Regions from separate parts of the Sus scrofa genome. Here region 1 is linked to region 2. A link is a contact called in public targeted proximity ligation data. All regions are on one chromosome and are shown on one strand. The core of a region is the stretch at or near the end of the contact, and the rest is flanking DNA. Distances in the headings are between cores, read along the strand shown. Region 1 overlaps NSMCE2 (E3 SUMO-protein ligase NSE2). Region 2 has its middle 71 kb from the start of TRIB1.

Region 1 (6,311 bases), core at 3,562-6,061, 350 kb after region 2:
AAAGTATTCTGCTGCCCTACTGAGCAAAAGGGGAAAGAAGAAAGGAACGTGGCAGGAACCAAGGCTTCACATATTACACTTTAAGATATACTACAGCTTCTTGATGTAAGAGTGTTAATGCAGTAACATGTGGTGGTAGAAATCTTAGGCTCAAACTGAAGTTAATCTTCAATCTGAATTACATGCACCTCCCTGAATCTGCCAGGTGTTGGGAAATAATCGTTCATGGGTCTTACACATCTCCGCACATCGAAGCACAAGCTGGCCTTTTGTTCCTGACAATCTTTTCAGGGATGTCTGTACAAGCAACAAAGCTTTAGAAGATGAAGACAGTGTCTCCCTCCAAAGCAGAGGGCAGCAAAAAATAAAGATAGTATCTTCCTCCAGGGCAAAAGTCAGGCAGGTTTACTGCCCGTTATAAAAATCTGGGTTCCGCAAGCTCAAGGATCCTCAGCTTTGACACAAACCCAATACAGCATCACCCTGCACTCTTCTGTATTACTCCCATAAGGACTAAGGTTGAGTGGAGGCCGGGCAACAAGGTGAACCTGTGGGAACATGATACTCGCATGGCTTGACGTACCTTTTTAATAGCTGCTCACTGCCCTAACTCTTTAATGTGACTTAGGAGAGGTTACCACCCCTGTTCTGGCCCTTCCCTATTCTCTCCAGCCTCTGCTCAGGACACAAATGCCATATCTGTCTTTGGCATTTGTGTCCTGAGCCTTTGTCTCTGACCCAAGGAGTCTCCTGTATTCTGCCAGCATCGGTGAAACAGTGGCAGGCTAATTTGAGAGCTTTCAGGTAGGGCAAAAACTGGACCTTTCACAGATCTCGACACCCGGCTCTCTGGACCACTTTTCACCTTTGCTTCCCTTTCCCACTCTACAGGAAACATCACTCATCTTCTGGTCATCATCTTCTGCATGAAATTTCTCCTCAAGGTCCTTAGGTAGAAATTACTACTATGTTCCTGGTGCTTCCACTGTTTCCTGCAAACAGGTTACAGCACTTTCAAAGCTTTATTCTACTTGCTTATTTGTGCACTGTGCCAATTAATCAATTTATTGTCTCTCAGCTTAAAATTTACCTTTTCATACAGGCTCTGTGATAATGAATGAAACGAAAGCACTTCTCCTTAAGTGAGCGTAATGTTTAAGTTTTCTCAATAGAAAGTTACTGGAAGGACACTGCAGAAGGGAGGTTCTCCAGTGAACATTGCACTTAATGATGAAAGACTGAACACTTTTGCCCTAAGATGAGGAACAAAATAAGGACATCTGCTCCTGCCACTTCCATTCAACACTGTACTTACTGTAGGTTCTAGGCAGGCAAGACAAAGAAATAAAAGCAACCCAACTGGAAAGGAAGAAATAAAACTATCTCTATTCACAGATGACATGATCTTACAAAAAGAAAATTCTGAAGAATCCACTAAAAAACACATAGATAATAGATATTTACACACACAGACACACACACACAGACACACACACACACGCCAAAATAAATAAATTCAGCAAGGTTGTGGGATACAAGATCAACATATAAAAATCAACTGTGTATTTAAACATTTGCAATGAATAGCACCAAAAAGAATAAATTGTTTTAGAATAAAGTAACAAAAAATGTAAAACTAATAATCTGAAAACATTGAAAAAAGTACAGAAGATATAAATAGATGCTAAAAAAAAATCCTATGGTCCTATGGAAAACAATATTGTTGAGATGATAATGTTTCCCAAATTGAACTATAAGCTTCATGCAATCCCATCAGAACCCAGCTGGCTTCTCTGTAGAAAGTGATAGGCTGATCCTAAAATTTATACAGAATTACAAGAGACCCCCCCCCAAAAAAACTCAAAACAATTTTGAAAAAAAGGAGTAAAGTTGGAGGACTACACTTTTCAACTTCAAAACTTCCTGCAAAGCAGCAGCTACAAGACAATGTGCTGATGGCAGAAGGATAGGCATACAGAATTCTATCAATGGAATAGAATTAATTGAGAGTCCAAAAATAAACTTGTATGTCAATGGTCAACTGATTTTCAACAATGAGGTACCAAGACTATTAATGAGGGAAGAATGATGCTGGGACAACTGGACAGCCACATACAAAAGAATGAAACTGGACCATTAGTCAAGCCATCTACAAAAATTAATTCAAAAATGGATCTAAATATAATAGCTAGAGCTGTGAAACTCCTAGGAAAAAATATAGGAATAAATTTGCATGACCTTAGATTTGACAATAGATTCTTAGGTATGATCAAAAACACATGTAACAAAAGAGAAAATAGATAACCGGACTTCACCAAATAAAAAACTTCTATATTTTAAAGAACACTATCAATAAAGTAAAAAGACAACTCACAGAATGGGAAGAAATATAAATCATACATTTGATTTTGGACTTGCATCCAGAATATATAAAGAACTCTTACAACTCAAAAATAGAGACAGAAATAACTCAATTTGAAAATGGGCAAAGGATCCAAATAGACATCTCTCCAATACAAATGTCCAAAAAGCACATGAAAATATACTGCACTTCATTAGTCATCAGAAAATGCGAATCAAAACCATGATATCAATTTGTACACAAACGTTCAGAGCAATATTTCTTAATAATATCCAAATAATAATTTATTAATAATAACAACCCAATGTCCAGCAACAATGAATGCATAGATAAGATGTGGTACATTCAAACAATGGAATATGATGTAGTCATAAAAAATAGAGCAATTGACTGGAAGGGGTTAAAAAGAAATCTAGGTTAGTTATCAAAAATAAAACCTAGAGTTCCCACTGTGGCTCCATGGTTAACAAACCCAACCAGTATCCATGAGGACACAGGTTCAATCCCTGGCCTCGCTCAGTGGGTTAAGGATCTGTAGTTGCTGTGAGCTGTGACGTAGGTCGCAGACACGGCTCAGATCCTGCATTGCTCTGGCTGTGGTGTAGGCCTGTAGCTGTAGCTCCGATTGGACCCCTAGCCTGGGAACCTCCATATGCTGTGGGTGTGGCCCTAAAAAGACAAAAAAAAAGTAAAACCCCATCAAGGGATATAATGAAACATTAATGAAATCATTTTAAATCAATCATTATGGCAGATAGTGCTAGAATGCAGGGGAAGGGGAGATTCAAATGTCAACAAAGCTTCCTCTCAACTTCAGTCTAGGCATCAGTGCAGGCTCTTAAAGCCCTTCAAAGAAGTTCACACAAAGAATGCCTCTTGCACTTGGTCACATGCAAAACTGAAGCAAGAAGCACATCTATTTGGTGCTTCCCCAAGGGCCTTCTCCAAACTGGGTTCATAACTCCCACCCACAGGGAGAAAGCCAGGGCCTGAAGCAGCACCAAGAGACAAGCAAATTAGCATTTCCAAGGTCAACTGCTGACAGGCCTAATTGTTTACAGCAACTAGAGTGTTCTGGCTGCTTAAGAGGCTTACTCCCTCTAGCTTGCTCAAGACCAAAAGAAACTAAATTACCACATCAGCTACAAAATATGAAAGTAGTGTAGGTGTGGAGTCAAATCAGCATGTGACATTTCAAACAGAAGCAAATATTAATAGGATCTGCAGAAGTAAGTTTAAGCTGGTTAAACAATTTGGGGAAAAACCTAAAATACCAATCACGCCAGTGGTAGAGGGCGACTAATACAAAGAGAAAAAAGAGAAAGGAAAAAACAGAAATCGGTAAATAGTATTATCTTGTTTTACTAACTGGTTCAATGTGAATATCACCAAAACCTCTAAAAAGCTACAAAACTGATTGATTTAACTACCCTTAAAATTTCTTGATAGAGTCACTGAAAAGTGAAATACCCTCTCTACTTGCTATTACAGTTGCCATTTGCCACATGCAGTGGCAATTAGGCATTTGAAATTTGGCTAGTCTGGATTGAGATCCATCATAAGATTTTGAACTTGGAACCTGGCACAAAAAAAAGAATGTAAATGTAAAAATAACTCAATTTTAATACTGATTACATACTGAAATAATATTCTAGGCACATTAGATTAGATAAAACATTACTGAAATTAATTCCTACTCTTCTTGCCTTTTGTAATGAGGACGGTGGAATATTTTAAGTTACATACGCGGCTCACATTATATTTTTATTGGACAGTGCTGCTACATATAAATATAACTTTCCACTTATATAGAACACACAATTTCAGTTATAAAGCACAGAAAGAAGAGGGATAAATAAGTCTGGATAATAAAATAATTTTCTCTAGAATAATCAAATTGGTTTCATCTGTTAATCACCAATCAAATAAAAGCATGTTTCTGCTTACTGAAAGACAAACTTCAATGTCTTTTAAAAAGCCTTGATGTTTCAAAAATGATCCTAAGTCTGTTCTACCTCTGCCATGAATTGTACTCTTTGCCTAGAATTAAACTAGTCTTAATTGTTTTCAATGATCATACGTATAATACAAAATGCTAGTTTAATTTTAAAATCTGATCGAGCGACACCATTTCAGTTCTTTCTGTAGCGGTCATTTTCACATTCTATTAGATCATTGAAACCTAAGCCACGTCTCTGATTCAAAGATTTAAAAAAAAAAAAAAAAAAGTAGAAATCAACTCAAATGTTATTCTAAAAAAAAAAAAAAAAATTGTTATTCTCCAGCATCTAGAAAAACCGAGGCAGTACTCAGGTACTATACAGATTCTGTTTTAGAAATCTAAAAGATGACTCATTTACTATTTCAAAAAGTGACACCTTAATATGGATGGGAGAGCTCAGCAAACAGGAGAGCAGAGCAAGCAATTATTTCCACACATGCCATCATGTGGAGAAACCAAGCCAAATTTCAGGTTGGTACAGTCAGTGGAAGAAAGAAAATCTGGAGGTGTTGGAATGGTTGGAAATTTATGGAGTGAGAGTGGTAACATGAGGTGAGGTGAGGCCAAGAGCAGCCCAAGCTCTCCTCTCCAGAGCCCTTAAAAAGGAAACTGCTCAACTTTCTGACGAAGGAAGCCAAGAGGAAAGAAAAACACATTTCACACTTTTTAACATCCCCAAACTATTCGCCACACAACTGGCCCGCTGAGAGAATTACACCTACTGTTGATACATCTTTTTAAAGTGGCTTTTAAAAGTTATCAACCACAAAATCAAGAGGCACCAACTTAGAATAGTAAATAATAAATATGAGACACATATATCGCTGGTAAGTAAATGAACTGAGTAACCTGGATAACTGGAAATGAAGCTGGTGGAAATGAGAGGTATATTCCTCATTTCTAGAAGAGCTGATCTTAAAACGTTGTGATCTCAATAGCCTCACAGTTTTTCTGGTCTGAACTAAACATTTTTTTTTTTTGGTACTTTTAGATATATGGAATAATTCAGGCTCCAAGCTACTGAATTCCAATAATTTAGTTACTGTACCTTTTATACAATCCTGAACCCTGCAATTAACAGATCAGTTACGCCCCGACAGCTACCTCATAAGAAGTGTTCTGATGCCATCTAGTGGCTTATGTTTCTCATCAAAGGGGAGATGATTAAACCAAAATGTGGTCCTTGGGCGAGCAGCATCGGCGTTACCTGGGGAACTTGTTAAAAGTGCAAATTCTTCAACTTATCCCACATCTCTTGCAACTTTAGTGGTGGTGGCCAGAAATCTGTGTTTTAACAGCTCTCTAAGTCATTCGTCCCAAGTTTCAGAACCACTGGATTAACCAGTCCTTACATAAAAATTAAGTGCAAAGTCTTCAAAAAATTAGGTTCCCCAATTAACGAAAGTGCTCAATTTCTAATTTTGGAAAGCAACTTAGTTTTCTGTATTCTGGATCCAAATATCTGTATTTAAAGAATGTTGTTAAAAGCCATTTACTAACATATTAATACACACATTTAACACCTGATGAGCATCAAATGAGCCCCAGCCTCTGAAAATATCAGATGCAACCCTGAGGTCTGTGCCCTGAGGAAACCCAGTTCAAAGGAAGACCATTACAGACATTAAATAAATAAATAAATAAATGCAAAAAGCCCTGTGAAACAAAGGAAAATAATTAAGTGGTATCGGGAAATCAGGTTTTGGCATCTTAAGGGGCTCAGCTGAAAAGCGGGAACACATGAAAAGCCAAGGAGGTAGAACACTGGTGACTTTTAAATTAAGAGCCATCTACCCTAATGATGATAGACACCAAGACAAGAGTCTACTGTTTACATCTGCTCCTGTGAAGCTATGTTATGAAGTAATCAAGAGAGAAGCAGATCTGGTGAAGCCTGGTTAAACTGTTTATTTTCTATTGTGGTCTTAGAGGAAAACTGGATTTTTT
Region 2 (6,284 bases), core at 2,274-4,773:
GCGGAACATAAAAGGGAAAACATGGAATGGAGTGAGATGGGGTGGGTTGGGATGGGGCAGGTAGTTCCAGATAAAAGGAAGCAGAAAAAAAAAAAAAAATTCAGGGCAGCAGATGAACTGGAACAGTGGCTTTTCAACCCTCACTGCACATAGAAACCACCTGGGGAGCTTTTAAACCATACAATGACCGGACCTACCCATGGCCTTTTGGTCTGGCATAGAGCCCAAGCACCATTATTTTTTTAAAGCTTTTCGTATGATTCAAATTTGCAGCCAAGGGCACGAACCGTTCTATTAGGACATTCTAGTTACAGAAAGCAGGTTAACCTCAAGTCCAGCCGTAAGGCGTATGCACACAAAATCTACAAGCCAGAACCTTGAGCCCTCCTCTGTAAGGCACCATGTTCACAAGCAGCAGCCACTGAAAACGTCTCAAATTTTCAGCTATTGCCCAATACTGCATGTTTTCTACAAATGTATCAGTGGAAACTCTCATCACATCCTCTGTGGCCTGATTCTGCTGTGGGGCAGCACAGCCTGCAAAAGTGTCACCAGGCTCATCTCTCAACACTAGAGATTGAGCAATATGCAAAGTTGTCCCATCATGGCGGAGAGATAAATCGGGGTCACCCTGAACTCTAGCCTTCTCCAAGGCAGACTCTCCCCCTGTCTTTCTCCCACTGGCCAGCTACTTGCAAAGTCTCTGCTTTGGACCAAACCAACCAGAAATATAAAGGAGACCCAAAGTCTGACTTCTGCAGTCTTCCTGACTTCAGATTTTTTTTAAAATTTTTATTCAATTTATTTAAACTAAAAAACAAAAAACAAAACAAACCCCCCCCCTCCAAAAAAAACCCAGTTTACCCATTTCTCCCATGGCTCACCTCTTGCAACCACTAATCTGTTCTCTGTGTCTATGTTGTTTCTGGAGGTTTTTTGGGGGGTTATTTTTTGTTTTGTTTCGTTTTGTTTTTTTGCAGATACCACATATAAGAGAGGTCATTCAGTATTTATCTTTCTTTGTCTGACTTATTTCTCTATTAACGCCCTCAAGGTCCATCCACATTGTCATAAATGGCAAGATTTCATTCTTTTTATGGCTAATATTCCATTGCATGTGTGTGTGTGTTTGTATCACATATTCTCTATCCATTCAATCATCAATGGACAAAGGCTGTTTTCATATCCTGGCTATTGCAAATAATGCCACAATGAACATGGGGCTGCATATATCTTTTCAAATTGTTATTTTTATTTTCTTGAAATAAATACTCAGAAGCGGAATTGCTGGATCATATGGTAGTTCTATTTTTAACTTTTTGAGGAACTTCCATTGTTTTCCACAATGGTTACACCAATTTACCTTCCTACCAACAGTATACTAGGGTTCCATTTTTTCTGTTTCCTAACATTTATTTCTTGTCTTCTTTTTTCTTTTTTTTTTTTTAATCTTTTTTGCTTTTTAGGGCCACACCTGCAGCATATGGAGGTTCCCAGGATAGGGGTCAAATCAGAACTGTAGTTGCTGGCCTGCGCCACAGCTGCAGCAATGCAGGATCTGAGCCACGTCTGTGACCTACACCACAGCTCATGGCAACACCAGATACTTAACCCACTGAGCAAGGCCAGGGATCAAACCTGCGTCCTCATGGATGCTAGTCAGATTCGTTAACCCCTGAGCCATGACGGGAACTCCTATTTCTTGTCTTCTTGATAACAGCCATTCTAAGAAATGTGAGCTGATATCTCATTGTAGTTTTGATTTACATTTCCCTGATGGCTGGTGATATTGAGCATCTTTTCCTGCATCTATTGGCCATCTGTGTGTCTTCTTTGGGAAAACGTCCTCTGTTCATTTTTTAATCAGGTTGTTTGGGTTTTTGCTATTGAGTTGTATGAGTTCTTTGTATATTTTGCCTGATAGCTGCTTATCAGGTATATGATTTGCAGTTATTTTCTCTCATTCTGTTTCATCTTCATTCTGCGTTTCAGGCTGCATTTTCATTCTGTTGATAGTTGCCTTTGCTGTGCAGATGATTTTGATGTAGTCCCACTTGTTTATTTTTGCTTTGCTTTTGGTGTCAGACATACATCACATCTCACAGCAACCCAGGATCCTTAATGCACCAAGTGAGGTCAGGGATGGAACCCGCATCTTCACAGATACCAGTCAGGTTTGTTACCACTGAGCCACAATGGGAACTCCTGTCATACTGTTTTAGTTATTATAGCTTTATAATATAGCTTTAGATCAGGGATCATGATGTATCCATCTTTGTTCTTCTTTCTCAAGATTGCGTTGACTATTCAGAGTCCCCTGTGGTTCCATACAAATCTGAGTGTTGCTTGTTCCTGACTTCAGATTTTCCTTTCTCTGATGCCCCTTCAGGCCTCAGCTTTTATCCAAATCCACTCCAGTTCTCTAAAAAAAAAAAAAAAAAAATTTAATGATAACAATGAATAATAACTACATTTTTGTGTGCTCTGTCTGTAATAAATCTATGACAATGCTATAACAATTACTTTATATAACAATACTAGCATTTATTAAGAACTCTTACTTACATACTGGGCCACCTTCTTTCAATTATATATATATATTAGCTTATTTATCAACTCCATGAGGAAGGTGCTATAATATAATTCCCTTTTAAAGATGAGAAAGCTGGGGCACAGGACAGTTAAGTCACCTGCTTAAGGACACACAGCTAATGAGCCACAGAACAAGGAGTTAAACTTCAAGCTGTAAAGTCTGATTCTTAGCATCTATATCCTGCTGCCTCATGCAATCCTCCTGGGTCCTTAATGACAGTCTTCCCAGGCAGATATTTCCTGATTTTACAAATGAGAAAACTGGAGACTCAGCTATATCTTGGGCCCATGTGCCGAGTCGCCATATTGGAATTGGACCCTAAACCCAGTATTGTCTAATCCCATAGTCTGAGGCCCCAACCACCACACAGCTCTGCCCTTCCGTTCACACCAGTCTGAGCTTGGGGGAGCAGGGAGGGCCTCCCCATCTCCCTCCGAGGAATTGTTTGAGCCTTCTCCTCATGGTCAAGAATTTCTCACACGGGCTCCCCACTCAAGGGAGGCCTCCTGGGTTTCTGGATTCAAAGCCTGTGCGTGTGTCACGGCCAAGCATCTACACTAGCTGTGCCCCTGCAGATTTTCTCCAATCTTCAACTCCTCGGCAAGTGCTAGGGACTTTGTTCCATGATGGAAGGTCACTCGGTTCCAGTGGCAGGCTCAAGTGGGTGAGGGAGGCCCTTTGAGTCATGGAGGAAACCACAAGCTCGGGTCCCCGCAGCCCCTGCTCCCAGAGGCCGCACCCCAATACTGTGGAAATGTGTAATTTGCACCCTCATCCACCTCCCACAGACCCAGGGTTCTGCTGCTGCTGATTCATTTTGAGAAGCTCCACTTTCCACAGCTTCATGAGGAAGGATTGTCCCCACCGCCAGAGCCATGTGTGTTTGCTATGATTCATCAGATCGTCTGCAATCGCCTCAAAAATAGCCCTTACGCAATGCAGGAGCCGCTGGGAGCCTCGGCGCAGGGGCTTCCCCTCTTAGTCACCCTCTGGGCCTCAGTCCACTTCCACGCAGCCACGGGAACTCGGAGGGACAGGCACATGCCCAAAAGAGGAACTTGAGAAACTAGCAGGCGGGGGGTGAAGGCCGCCCCCCCACAGTTGGCAACTGTGATGAGGCAAGATCGCAGCTGTGGGCCTCTGTAGAAGTGAAATGTGCTCCGTAAACAAAATCTCCCAAGGCCAAGGGTGGCCGCGGCCCTGTGCCCTCTGGTCCCAGGGTCTGTGGCCAGCAAGGAGGCCCCGGACACGGCTGATCAGCTCTTCCTGCAGATTTGGATGTTCGACGGGAAGGCAGGCTGCTGGCAGAGGCTGATGCTGGTCTGAGCCTACAGAGAACACTGAGAGGGACAAGAGGGAGGGTGGTGTCCCACTGGGGGTGCCTCCTGCTGGAAGGAGGCCCTTCCGGTCCAGTGTTCCTCCTCTCTAGCCACCAGCAGTTAGATATGATGGGGGTTGGAGAGAGTTGTCACCACATGGATGCTCAGGCCCCATCTCCAGAGATCCTGGGTGGGCCTGGGTGTGGGTGCTTTTCAAAAGCTGACATTTTAGAGTTGAAAACTAGTTACCTAGGGCGAGCCATCACGTTGCATAGAAGGAGTTGCTGAACTTCAACTTTCCCTTGGCCTACAAAGCCTTCCACGATCAGGCCTCTTCATTTCCTCATTACCTCTCTGAATTCTCTGGGGTTTTTTGCTTGTTTGTTTGTTTGTTTGTTGTTTTTTCTTTTTTAGGGGCCGCACCTGCAGCATATGGCAGTTCCCAGACTGAGGGTTGAATCTGAGCTGCAGCCGCCAGCCTACGCCACAGCAACACGGGATCCGAGCCGCATCTGCAATCCACACCGCAGCTCACAGCAACTGCCGGAGTCTGAACCCACTGCAGAGATTGAACCCACATCCTCATGGATACTAGTCAGGTTCTTAACCCACTGAACCACAGGGGAAACTCGTGAATTCTCTGGTCTTACCACTTCTCTCTCTCTCTCCTCTTCCAGTCTCCTCCCCGCTCTTCCTCTTTCCCTCTCCCTGACTCTCCCCCCACCCTCCTCTCTTCCTCCCACCTCAGGGCCTTTGCACCACCTGTTACCCCTGCCTTTGCCCCAGATCCCTCAGGATTCTAAGTCCGAATCAGTACCTTAGTGCCTCTCCATGTTCTCACTTCATTTTCCTTCACAGCACAACAGACCCTATGTCTGTATTTTTTTATTGCCTTATCCTCCATTAGAATGTAGTCTCAGAAGGGCCAGGGCTTCCTGCTGCACTCCCAGCACCAGCATAGTGACTGGCAAGCCACGATTGCTCAATACCTATATTTGCTGGTGGATGGACAACCCCAGTATGGTGTTCACAGCAACACCAACGCCCCAACCCAAACTCCCCCAACTGGCACCAAGCCCCAAGGTCACATGTTTCTCTTTAAGGACTAGTTCATGAATGCACACAAAGTAAGCTCAGAGGCTGGACCCTTTCTCCATACGGTGCCTTCAAGGCACACCCACGGAGGACCAACGGTGGCTTCGTAACCAGCATACCAAGACAACCACTGGCAGAAAATAGCTGTCCTGTCCCCTTGGGAGGCCCTTCTAATGATGTGACCGAATGTGGTCACACTGATCAAATGTATTCAGACTCCCATGGGGAACTGGCCTTCACAATTTACTGGCCCCGACCTCTTGAATTGCAGCCACCATCTTGTTTTCAACCAGTCATCACTCGCGTATGTATCACTGTTTATCAACACAAAATGATGTCACGAATATGCTCGATCCTGACAGTAAACCTGGAAGCTGATGCTACTGCCCTTCATTTTCCAGACCAAGCCTCTGGGTCCCAGAGAAGTCAAGTCACTGGCCCAAGATCAAACAGCAGAGGCAGACTTGAAGCCAAATTTTGGCAAAGGCTGGTCCTCCGGTGGGATCTCCACCCAGCTCCCACTCCACACCAAGTGAGATTGTCACCCACCTTGAAAGCAAGCTTCGTTCGGAATCAGGTTTGGCGGCTGGTGGAAATCTTGCCCTCCTGGAGGAGGAAAGGCTTGCCATGTTCAAAGAGATACGAAAGCCCGGGCCTCCGCTTCTGAAAGGCAGTCCAGGAGACGGATTGACGCTGCTGGCACCTCTGTTAGCTTGTATTCCCCCAAAAGCAGAGCCTCAGACAAGGACAAGGTTAAATGCAGTTTATTCGGGAGGTGGCCCAAGAAGCCAGAATGAGAAGTGGGGAGAATGAATCAGACAAGGAGGAAAAGTCAATACGAGACTGTGATTTCAAAGTCGACCTTGTAGGCACAGGAACTAGTCTTTCAGGGTCTCTGACGTCCAGCTGCCGCACGCCAGGCTGCGTGGGCACCTGAAATGGGGCCCGAGACAAAACCAGAGAGTCACGTGTCCAGCGGGAGGCTATGAGCGAGTCAGAACTCACATGCAACCATCCACCCACACAGGTGCAGCAAAAGCCAGAGACCATCTGCAGGGATGTGCTGAGGGCGCAAAACCCCCTCCAGGGACGTCATTGGAATGAGTCCACAGTCTCCCCCGGGGACAACTCTGAAAGCAGCCCAAGTGTGTTTATTTGGAAGAAAAAGCTGGGCATGCCCCCCATCCTGTCCTGACCACCTCAGGCACAATTATGCGTGTCAATAGCTTCTCAGCCACTTCCTGCACTAAGAGCTGAAGTAGGGCCTTCCACCAACC

Evidence for each region.
Region 1: a targeted proximity ligation map of alveolar macrophages shows a contact between it and region 2. A contact is called at or near these places in 2 of 47 Hi-C or Micro-C datasets (embryonic fibroblasts and skeletal muscle) and 1 of 2 datasets of targeted methods (alveolar macrophages).

The regions. Positions count from the first base shown.
Region 1 is chr4:14,571,275-14,577,585 of Sscrofa11.1, forward strand. All of the region lies in intron 2 of NSMCE2 (E3 SUMO-protein ligase NSE2), which reads right to left. Among named protein-coding and RNA genes, the nearest start is that of WASHC5, 24 kb to the right of the region's middle.
Region 2 is chr4:14,223,953-14,230,236 of Sscrofa11.1, forward strand. No RefSeq gene overlaps it. Among named protein-coding and RNA genes, the nearest start is that of TRIB1, 71 kb to the right of the region's middle.